Regions from separate parts of the Mus musculus genome. Here regions 1 and 2 are each linked to region 3. Evidence: chromatin contacts called from public promoter capture Hi-C data. All regions are on one chromosome and are shown on one strand. Each heading gives the region's core, a stretch centred on a gene start, on an enhancer-like site or on the middle of the called end of the contact. The rest is flanking DNA. Distances are from core to core; before and after follow the strand shown.

Region 1 (2,700 bases), core at 2-2,501, 1.2 Mb before region 3:
ATTTGGGGTCGGCTTGTAGCAAGATAGAATGCTTATGTCATGGTGAACTCACTTTGATTTGACTTAGGCCTTCGTTTTTCTTAGATTTTAAAAAAGCTGGCCATTTCTGGAGCTAGGGAGGGCTCAGTGGGTAAAAGCACTGGGTTGAGCAGGGGCAGAAGGATCAGAGGTTTCTAGCTGCACACCTCGCTGCAAGTTCAGTGAGAGACTTGGTTTCAAAGGAATAAGGCAGAGTAATGGCTTGATACTGACATTCTCCAGCTTCCATGTGTCCATGTGTGCTTCTGTACACACACCGTACCCACGTCTGTACACACAAAGTGCCACTCCTTCTAAATTAGCACCATTTAATATAGTAGGCATGTTTCACCTACTCTCTCTCTCCTCTGTGTGCATGTGCGCGCGCGCACACACACACACACCTAGAGCCTTTTGCATTCTAGGCAAGCGTTCTACCACTCAGCCCAACACTATTTGTATGATGACATTGTCTTCAAGATTCATGTTAAAACAGTTGGTTTCAGACAATGTCTCATTTTGTTGCCCACCCTAGCCTCTAAATTCTTCACTTAGTAGTCTGTGGACTCTTCACTTAGTAAGCTACAGAAACTTTGACAAGCCTTCTATCAATTGGTTTACCATAGTTTTCTGTGGGTCGGGCTTCTTTCTTGAAGCTGCAGAGTGGTAGAGTCTATGGTCCCCAAGGGAGACAGAGCGACCAAGCCTGGCTCCCATCTTAGTTATGTGTTTCTACCCAATCTGGCTTTTATTCGGGTGCTATTCTCCTACAGCATCTTTCCTCCTAGGGCACAGCCGACCCTCTCCTTAGCCTGTTCATCTTTCTGATGCTCCTGGCGCTTTTACTTTGCTCATGCTGTAGTAACACGTAAGCATTCAATAAAGTGTGCGAGTCAAAACAAAACAAAACAACACTAAGGCACTTCGCAGAGTGTTTTTAATCCTTATTGGTGTGAAGATCCCAGTACTGATGTCTACAATCTGTCACATTCTAAAAATGATCAGGTGTGCTGAAGCTCTGCAGTACATGGGCTAGAGGCGGGTGCATGCTTGTGACAAACGCTTCGGCAGGACAGCAGCCACTTATCTGTTCGCTCTACTCGGCCCAGTGTTCCTGGGCTCGCGATGGAACCTGGACTCGCGCAGCTGCTCTTCTGCGCCTCATTGGCGGAGTAGAGAGGCGTGGCGCGCAGCGCCGACCAATTGGAGGTGGTCTGCGATGGCACGTGTGCGGGGCTGGCCTGGGAGCTGATGGACCAGGGCTGGTGCTGCAAGGACTCTGGAGGAGCAGCCCCCAGGAGCTGCAGAACCGAGCTGCAGGGCCGCTCTCTTTCTCTTTTGGGTGTTTGCCATCGCCATGTGGGGCGCGCTGAGGTCAGCTCTGCGACCGTGCTGTCGGGCTGCTGTACCCCCGCAGCGTGCCTATCACGGGGACTCAGTGGCCCGACTGGGCACCCAGCCTGACTCGGCCTCCTCCACCTACCAGGTAGGTTGAGCGAGCGTCCTGGAGGCCTGTTCGCCTTCCTGCCCCGGAGTCATCGGAGGCCAGAGGGTGGGCATGCTTGGATCTCTGCTGTTCTTTCCTTTGCAGCTTCAGGCGTCATTCTGGGACTCAGTAGGGTCCTGTGAAGTTTGCAGAAGGAAGTCGTTCCAGTGAGATTTTAGTTCACTTTTAGGACTGGTACTGGCATTTTGTGTCACTCAAATCAGTGGTTCTCAAAACCCCACAAAGCATTGTCGCTTGGACAACTTACAAATGCCCGAGACCGGTTTGGCAACTTTGTAATCACGAAGTTGTGGTCCTCGTGTTTGCATGGCTGGGTATATTCTTTAGCGGTCTTGTGGCAGCCACCTTTAGGAACTACCATAGCACGATAGTTTACACTCTTCCGCTTAATAGTTATATTAACAATACACAGCTCACAATGTCTTTACATAGCTTTTCTTGGGACTGAGTGGCTTCCCCTGGCCAAAGAAGCAACTCATAATTTGTGAAGTATCAAAGCTGGAACATTTAAATCTGTTTCATGGCCTCTACAGATAACGTCTGAATTATTCATAGAACCAGCAGTTATTTGCCAGGGAAGAAGTTAACTTAGTTAAGCACTAAGTTGTTTGTGCGGTATTTTAAGTATTTGGCCTGGATGTGTAGGAATGAAAGTCATTTGGGGCTGGGAAACGTTAACTAGAAATCAGATAGCTGTGCGGCTGTGTGGTAAGAGGTGTCCTAGCCCTGAAGGGCTGAAGGCACCTAGAGCACACAGAGCAGAAGCAGGTGGATCTTTGTGAGGTTCGGTCCACCTTGATCAACAAAGCCAGTTCCTGGACAGCCAAAGTTACAAAATAACTTCTCAAAAAAACTACCACCACCACTACAACAAAATACAACTACTATATACTAATTGTACAAAGTAATAAATACACTTCACTATATGTACATACATGACTCTCTTATCTCCTCTCCACTCTTTTGCTGTCTCCTTTTCTCTTTCCAAGTAGTCCTTATACTTTCATGTCCCTAAATTGTACATCTAACCTAGATTCTGCATGTGAGAGAAAATGTGGTATTTGTTTCCCTGCCTCCCTACTGTGATGATCTCTAGTTCCAACCATTTCCTTGAACATAGCTATTTTATTATTTTTAGGACTATCTTGTTTAGTTTTGACAGTTTCATACAGAAA
Region 2 (2,700 bases), core at 144-2,643, 1.9 Mb before region 3:
TGGTTCGACTGAAGATCTGGTTCAACTGAAGACAGCTACAGTGTACTTATTTATAATAGTAAATCTTTGGGGCTGGAGCAAGCAGGGACTGAGTGAGGGGTGGGGGCTGACTGGAGTGAGCAGAGGTCCTAAACTGATTTCCCAACAACCAGATGAAGGCTCACAACTATCTGTACAGCTACGGTGTACTCATATACATAAATAAATGAATCTTTAAAAAGACAAATGGCAGCTGTAGTACTTTGATAACAGGACTGTGTTAACAATAAGCATGGTATGATCAACTTGGACAAAAGCTATGAAGGACCACAGCCCTCCCCTTCAAAGAGCTGCTGTTTTGTTTGTTCTGCAAGGACTTATCCCTCAAGTGACCACGCAAGGCTCATGTACAGCATTTTCGCCTCTCAACGTCAAGGCTCAAGTGTCAAGTCAGCGACACTGGGGGCACCCAATTCTCAACGTGATTTCTAATCCCAACCCTCTGACAGGATCTTGACATGTTCTCTGTCTCATACTCACTGTGTATCCTAGGCTGGCCTCGAACTCATCACATTTTTGCCCAACCTCCTGCTCTAGGATTGCAGATACCCTTTCCAGTTTCTGATAGAATTTTCACTGATAGTCGGATGGAGTACCCGTGCCAGGAACTGAAAGGGCGTGTTAGTGGCATGGTAAAGTCTGGAGAGCATGTGCCAGCACTGCCTCCTGGTTGAGGCATTCATTTCTCCACTAAACTAAAGGTATGGCCCTCAGGAGTTATAATAGGGACCCCAGATCTGTTCTCGGAACAGCAAGAAAGCCTTTCAATATAATATTGCAGGTTCACAGTACTTGGAGGATTGATAGTCCAAGATCGGCTTTGGCTGCATGAGACCCTTTCTCAAAGTGAGAGTAGAAGCTAGAGAGATGATTCAGCGGTTAAGAGCACTGGCTCTTTGGAGGACCCAGGCTCGATTCCTAACCCCCACATCAAGTGGCTTACAACTGCGTGTAACTCCAGTTCTGGAGGGAATTTGATGCAGGGCAAACCCATTCTCCAAACCCTGACCTGGAGTGTAATAATAGGGGCAATAATAGCGCCAGCCAGGACGACTGTTGACATCTGTTTAAGCACTAAGTTTTACCCCTCCGGGCCACGCTAAAGATACAGTTTAAGTTATATCCTAAGTTTTCTCAAGACACTAGGCATGCTAGGTAAGAGTTCTACCACTGAGCCCCGTCTCCATCTATCCCTACCCACAGGCTTCGATGGCCTGTGTTGGTGAAAGTCTTAGCTAGAGGAATAGAATCAATTGTGGAAAGAAGCCTCAGAAAAGGAACGCAGCACGGTAACCACGGCAACCCGCTGCAAGGGGAGAAGCAGAAGGAGGGACTCAGGGCGGAAGGGGCGGGACCCTTCCGGAAGGGTAGGAACTTCCGGAAACCAATTTCGTGGCGGGAAGAACTGCTGGGTTATTTTCTGTGGCGTTCAAACCTGCGGGCCTTTGCAATGGAGGAGCAGCCGCGGGAGAGGTCTGAGGCCGGGGCTGAGGCCTGCGAAGAGAAGCGGGGTCTGTCGCAGGCCGCGGAGGAGCGTATCGAGGACCGTATCAGCCTGCTGCTCAGGTGCTCCCGGCGGGCATCCGCCCCCACTCGGGAGGCTCAGGGTTCCTATTCAGGTTCCCTGGCTGATTTAGGGCTCCGAAGCTTGCGGCACCATCAGTTTCACCGCTTTAGGCCTGTCAGTGGGGAAGAGAGCCGCAAAAGATGCCCTCCGCGCAGAGAGGCTAGTGGGCTGGGGTGGGACATTCTGCAGGAGGACGTGGCGCTGTGCCCGTCTTGAGCCAGGCTTGCGACCCGGCCTCCGGTGCTGTCTTGCCACTGTGGTCCGGGCTGGCTGAGCAGTACCTACCGCCAAGTTACAGGACACAGTCCACCTTGAGGACCAAGACCCTTTGCTGACCAGAAGCTTCGGTTGTTTATCGTCCTACCAGGACGATGATGCTCCCCAGTCAGCAGTTTTTAGAGAAAATTTGGCGGCCAGAAACTTTAGTCTAAGGCCTGGACCAAGTTTATCCTACTGCCTATGGTGAACTCTTCAAGCTAAGAAAAGCAGCGTCTGGTGTATGCGTAGCAAGAGCCATACAGCTCAACTACAGCATAGTTTTTCCGTATTTAAATAGAGATAGGAGCCAAACATTTTGTAATGCATGAAATCTAAATGTTAGTGTTCATACAGCTTATTGGGACACAGGTTTCTGGTACAGGGTCAGAGTTACATAGTTAAAACAGGCTATATGACTGCCAAGTCCTAAATTATTTGCTGTGTGGTTCTTTGCAGAAAAAAAAATTTAACAGGTTTTTTGCAGACCTTTAAAATGCATAACAAAGGGTTGGAGAGTTGGCTCAGTGGTTAAAGAACTTGGACTGCTCTTCCAGAGGTCACATGGTGGCTCACAACCATCTGCAGTGGGGTCTGATACCCTCTTCTGGTGTGTCTGAAGAAAGCAATGGTGTACTCATATACATAAAATAAATACATCTAAAAATTTTTTTAAAACTCATAACAGACTTGTTTTGAATTTTTGAGACAGGGTCTTGCTGTGAAACACTGGCAGCCTATAGCTGGGTGGCGGTGGCGCACGCCTTTAATCCCAGCATTTGGGAGGCAGAGGCTCGGATTTCTGAGTTCGAGGCCAGCCTGGTCTACAGAGTGAGTTC
Region 3 (2,700 bases), core at 51-2,550:
AGTTTAATTAACAGGGTTTGAGAATTAATACCTTGAAATGTTTAAAAGTCATAATTAACATCAATAATGTTTGACTCCTAAAGCTATATAGATCTGAGGTTTTATCTTTATTAATAAGTTAATAGCTTGTCACTCTTTGCAGATCCTTCATGGATTTAAAAACCAAGTTGGGGATGAAAATTGGAGGCGATTCTCTGACCAGTTTCCTCTTCCCTTAAAAGAGCGTCTTGCAGCTTTTTATGGTGTTTAATCTAATACACTTAAGCTGCAGTCCCAAAACTAGGGGTAAGTTACAAGTTTTAGAAATGTTCAGAGTGAAAGACTAATAGTGTGGTCAAATAATGCTCATACCCACACACACTCTCTTAACAGAGATCCTGGTTGGTACACTAGTTTGATATCTACATTAGTTTACTCTTCTCACTCTCTTTCTGTACAAGAGCGGTTAGTCACGGTGGTGGGGAGCAGTGGCAAAAGTGGTTCATTTTTGAAGCCTTAACTTTATAATTTTACACATGGCAAGGGCAAGAGGCTTTATGTTATAACCTTTAAGGAAACACATTTAACATTGAAACTGAATTCTGGGAGTAGATGATGTTTTACACCCTTGTGTCAGGCACCCACATTCTTTCAAAGTTGTTCATGGAAGACTGGGTTTGAAGAAGTCCAGAGCCAAGTGCTTTGGGTGTTTGCTCTAGATAATCTCTGTTCACAACTCCAGACTAAGCTGTTCTTGCTTAGCTACGGTTCCCTTGGTGAGTTGTGCTGAGAGTGAAACTGTGGGCATAGTGACAGAGCTTGGTGTGTTTGCCTTGCACACTATTTAGACCAGTACAGTGAGCTCAACCTGAACACAACCTGAGACCTATCTGAAAGCCAAAGGACACACTAAATGTGTAAAAATGTGGATTTTACTAAATTGTAGTACCCTGTACATCACAAGGGTTGGGATTGTTTCATTTTGGTTTTTGCTAGCTGCTTGTTAAGTCTGAGCCAGAAAGATTCATTACCTGAGTTACCTAGCCTAGCAGGGAGTAGAAATCAGTTTGTAGCCTCAGACTCTCTAGGCCCTCTGTGATGTTCACTTCAGTGAAGAGCCCTCGGTGTCAGCATTTGCTTTCTCTGATCCTAAGAATGCACTGGGGTGGGGGTGGGGGGGTGACTTAGCTCTGAAGAGGCAGTCTTGGTAGTGTGTCTCTTTGGTGTCTCTTTGGTGCCACCACCAACTAAGGTTAACTGATGATCCTGCTTCTGGATCAGGTAGAAAATAATTGTTTCCTAGTTAGATTTAAGAGTGCCACGGTGGCCTTTATTCTTGCTACTTTGTGTTCCCATTTAAAAGCAGGAGAATAGGGGCTGGTTGTTACTTCACTGGTGGGTTAATTAACCACTGTGAATTCATTCAAACATTTACCAAGTGTTCAAAGTTTGATTGTTTTTTTTTTTTGTGAAAGGACCATTGTCAGACATTGGTTTAACCAGCTTAGTAGTGTTGATTTCTTAGGTCTATCTTCACATTGAACTGTGTTAGTAATTTTAAAACTTCACATCAGCAACATGAGATTGCCTGAGAATATAGAAAATAAGCACATTAAGTAGTTGAAAGGAGAACTAATTAAGAACATCAAGAAAATGGGTGTGTGTTTTATTTCTGGACATTACTACTTTCTGACCCTAGTAGGGTAAAATTAGAATTTGTTTCCTTAGACATTGGATAAAAAGGAAAGTGACTATCTTAAATTAAGATTTTATTTTTTAAGAAAGTAAAGTGGCATTATGCAGGAAATGTTCAGTTTGAATTTAGGGCCATTCTGCTAAAAGAGGTAAAGATAAGTAGCATGCAAGGCAGGATTCATTATATGAAGCATTAGACTCTGTATGTTCCCAATGTGGGTTTGCCTTCCTTCATATCTGATGCAGACTGTCCAGAGTCTCAGAAGAACATAGCATGATCTTAGTCAATTTGCCCATTTTCTTATTTTCTCTATTGCTAGAGATAGAATTGTTATTGGACTGGATTTATGCTCCATTGGCTCTGAAACAGAGGAAGGTATTAAAGATGAACTTGGTTTTGTTTTTTTGCAGGTCCGTCAGTCTTGGAGACTATGGGAGCCTCTGCACCCAGGGAAAATGTTACCCTTTACAGGGGGGAAGGGTAAACCAGTAGGGAATACAGTACAATCCCAACCCTACTGGGAGGGGCGGGAGGGAGGTGTTGCCGTCACTGTACTAAGTCGATGTTGGGAAATGTTTTAACATCTGGAGCCTTTGTGGGTGGAAATCTGTCTCCAATTACAACTCTGCACTGGATGTGAAGAAGCAAAAACTATTCCGTCTACTCACAGAACAGTACTTTCTGGAATATTATGGGGGATTGTACCAAAACAAGAACCACTTAAACAATGCCTAGGGAATGATAAGGAGGAGGAAAATCCCAGGTCCACAGCAAAGGACACCTAAGAGTGGGAGGCTGCAGCAGTAAGGTGGCTTTTTATCAAAGGTTTTTATATAAATTTCCCACGTTACGGGGCCTTGTTTTGCATGCTGATGAAGAACTACTTAAAACTAACAGTTAAAATCAGCTTGCCTCCCCTAGTAGAAGCAGGTTCTTGGAAGTTACAATTTAAGGTACCCCCAAAAAGTTGGAAATAAAAGGAAACAAATTTGAACAACGAAGCACCCTGTGACATGCCGACGCGC

What was found. Promoter capture Hi-C pulls out the DNA fragments that hold promoters and counts their contacts.
Region 1: a promoter capture Hi-C map of the C10 cell line shows a contact between it and region 3, with 11 times the contacts expected there. The contact joins the promoter of Mccc2 here to the enhancer-like site in region 3. A contact is called at or near these places in 12 of 39 promoter capture datasets (the C10 cell line, the HPC-7 cell line, cranial neural crest and 6 more), 1 of 484 Hi-C or Micro-C datasets (pre-B cells) and 3 of 115 datasets of contacts at active chromatin or transcription factors (astrocytes, large pre-B cells and stem cell-derived neural progenitor cells).
Region 2: a contact with region 3 is called in a promoter capture Hi-C map of cranial neural crest. The contact joins the promoter of Cenph here to the enhancer-like site in region 3. A contact is called at or near these places in 4 of 39 promoter capture datasets (the C10 cell line, cranial neural crest, embryonic stem cells and 1 more) and 1 of 9 other capture datasets (liver).

The regions. Positions count from the first base shown.
Region 1 is chr13:100,014,190-100,016,889 of GRCm38.p6, reverse strand. Mccc2 (methylcrotonoyl-Coenzyme A carboxylase 2 (beta)) reads left to right here and starts at 1,251. Exons shown (of 17, transcript NM_030026.2): 1 at 1,251-1,504. The coding sequence starts at 1,376.
Region 2 is chr13:100,774,592-100,777,291 of GRCm38.p6, reverse strand. It overlaps Cenph (centromere protein H), which reads left to right and starts at 1,393. Exons shown (of 9, transcript NM_021886.2): 1 at 1,393-1,605. The coding sequence starts at 1,490.
Region 3 is chr13:98,844,006-98,846,705 of GRCm38.p6, reverse strand. It overlaps Tnpo1 (transportin 1), which reads left to right. Exons shown (of 24, transcript NM_178716.3): 23 at 143-285; 24 at 2,086-2,700. The coding sequence ends at 250. Among named protein-coding and RNA genes, the nearest start is that of Gm34995, 29 kb to the right of the region's middle. Within about 2 kb of position 1,300, at least 7 of the 459 cell types and tissues checked have an H3K27ac peak or open chromatin away from gene starts, as enhancers often do.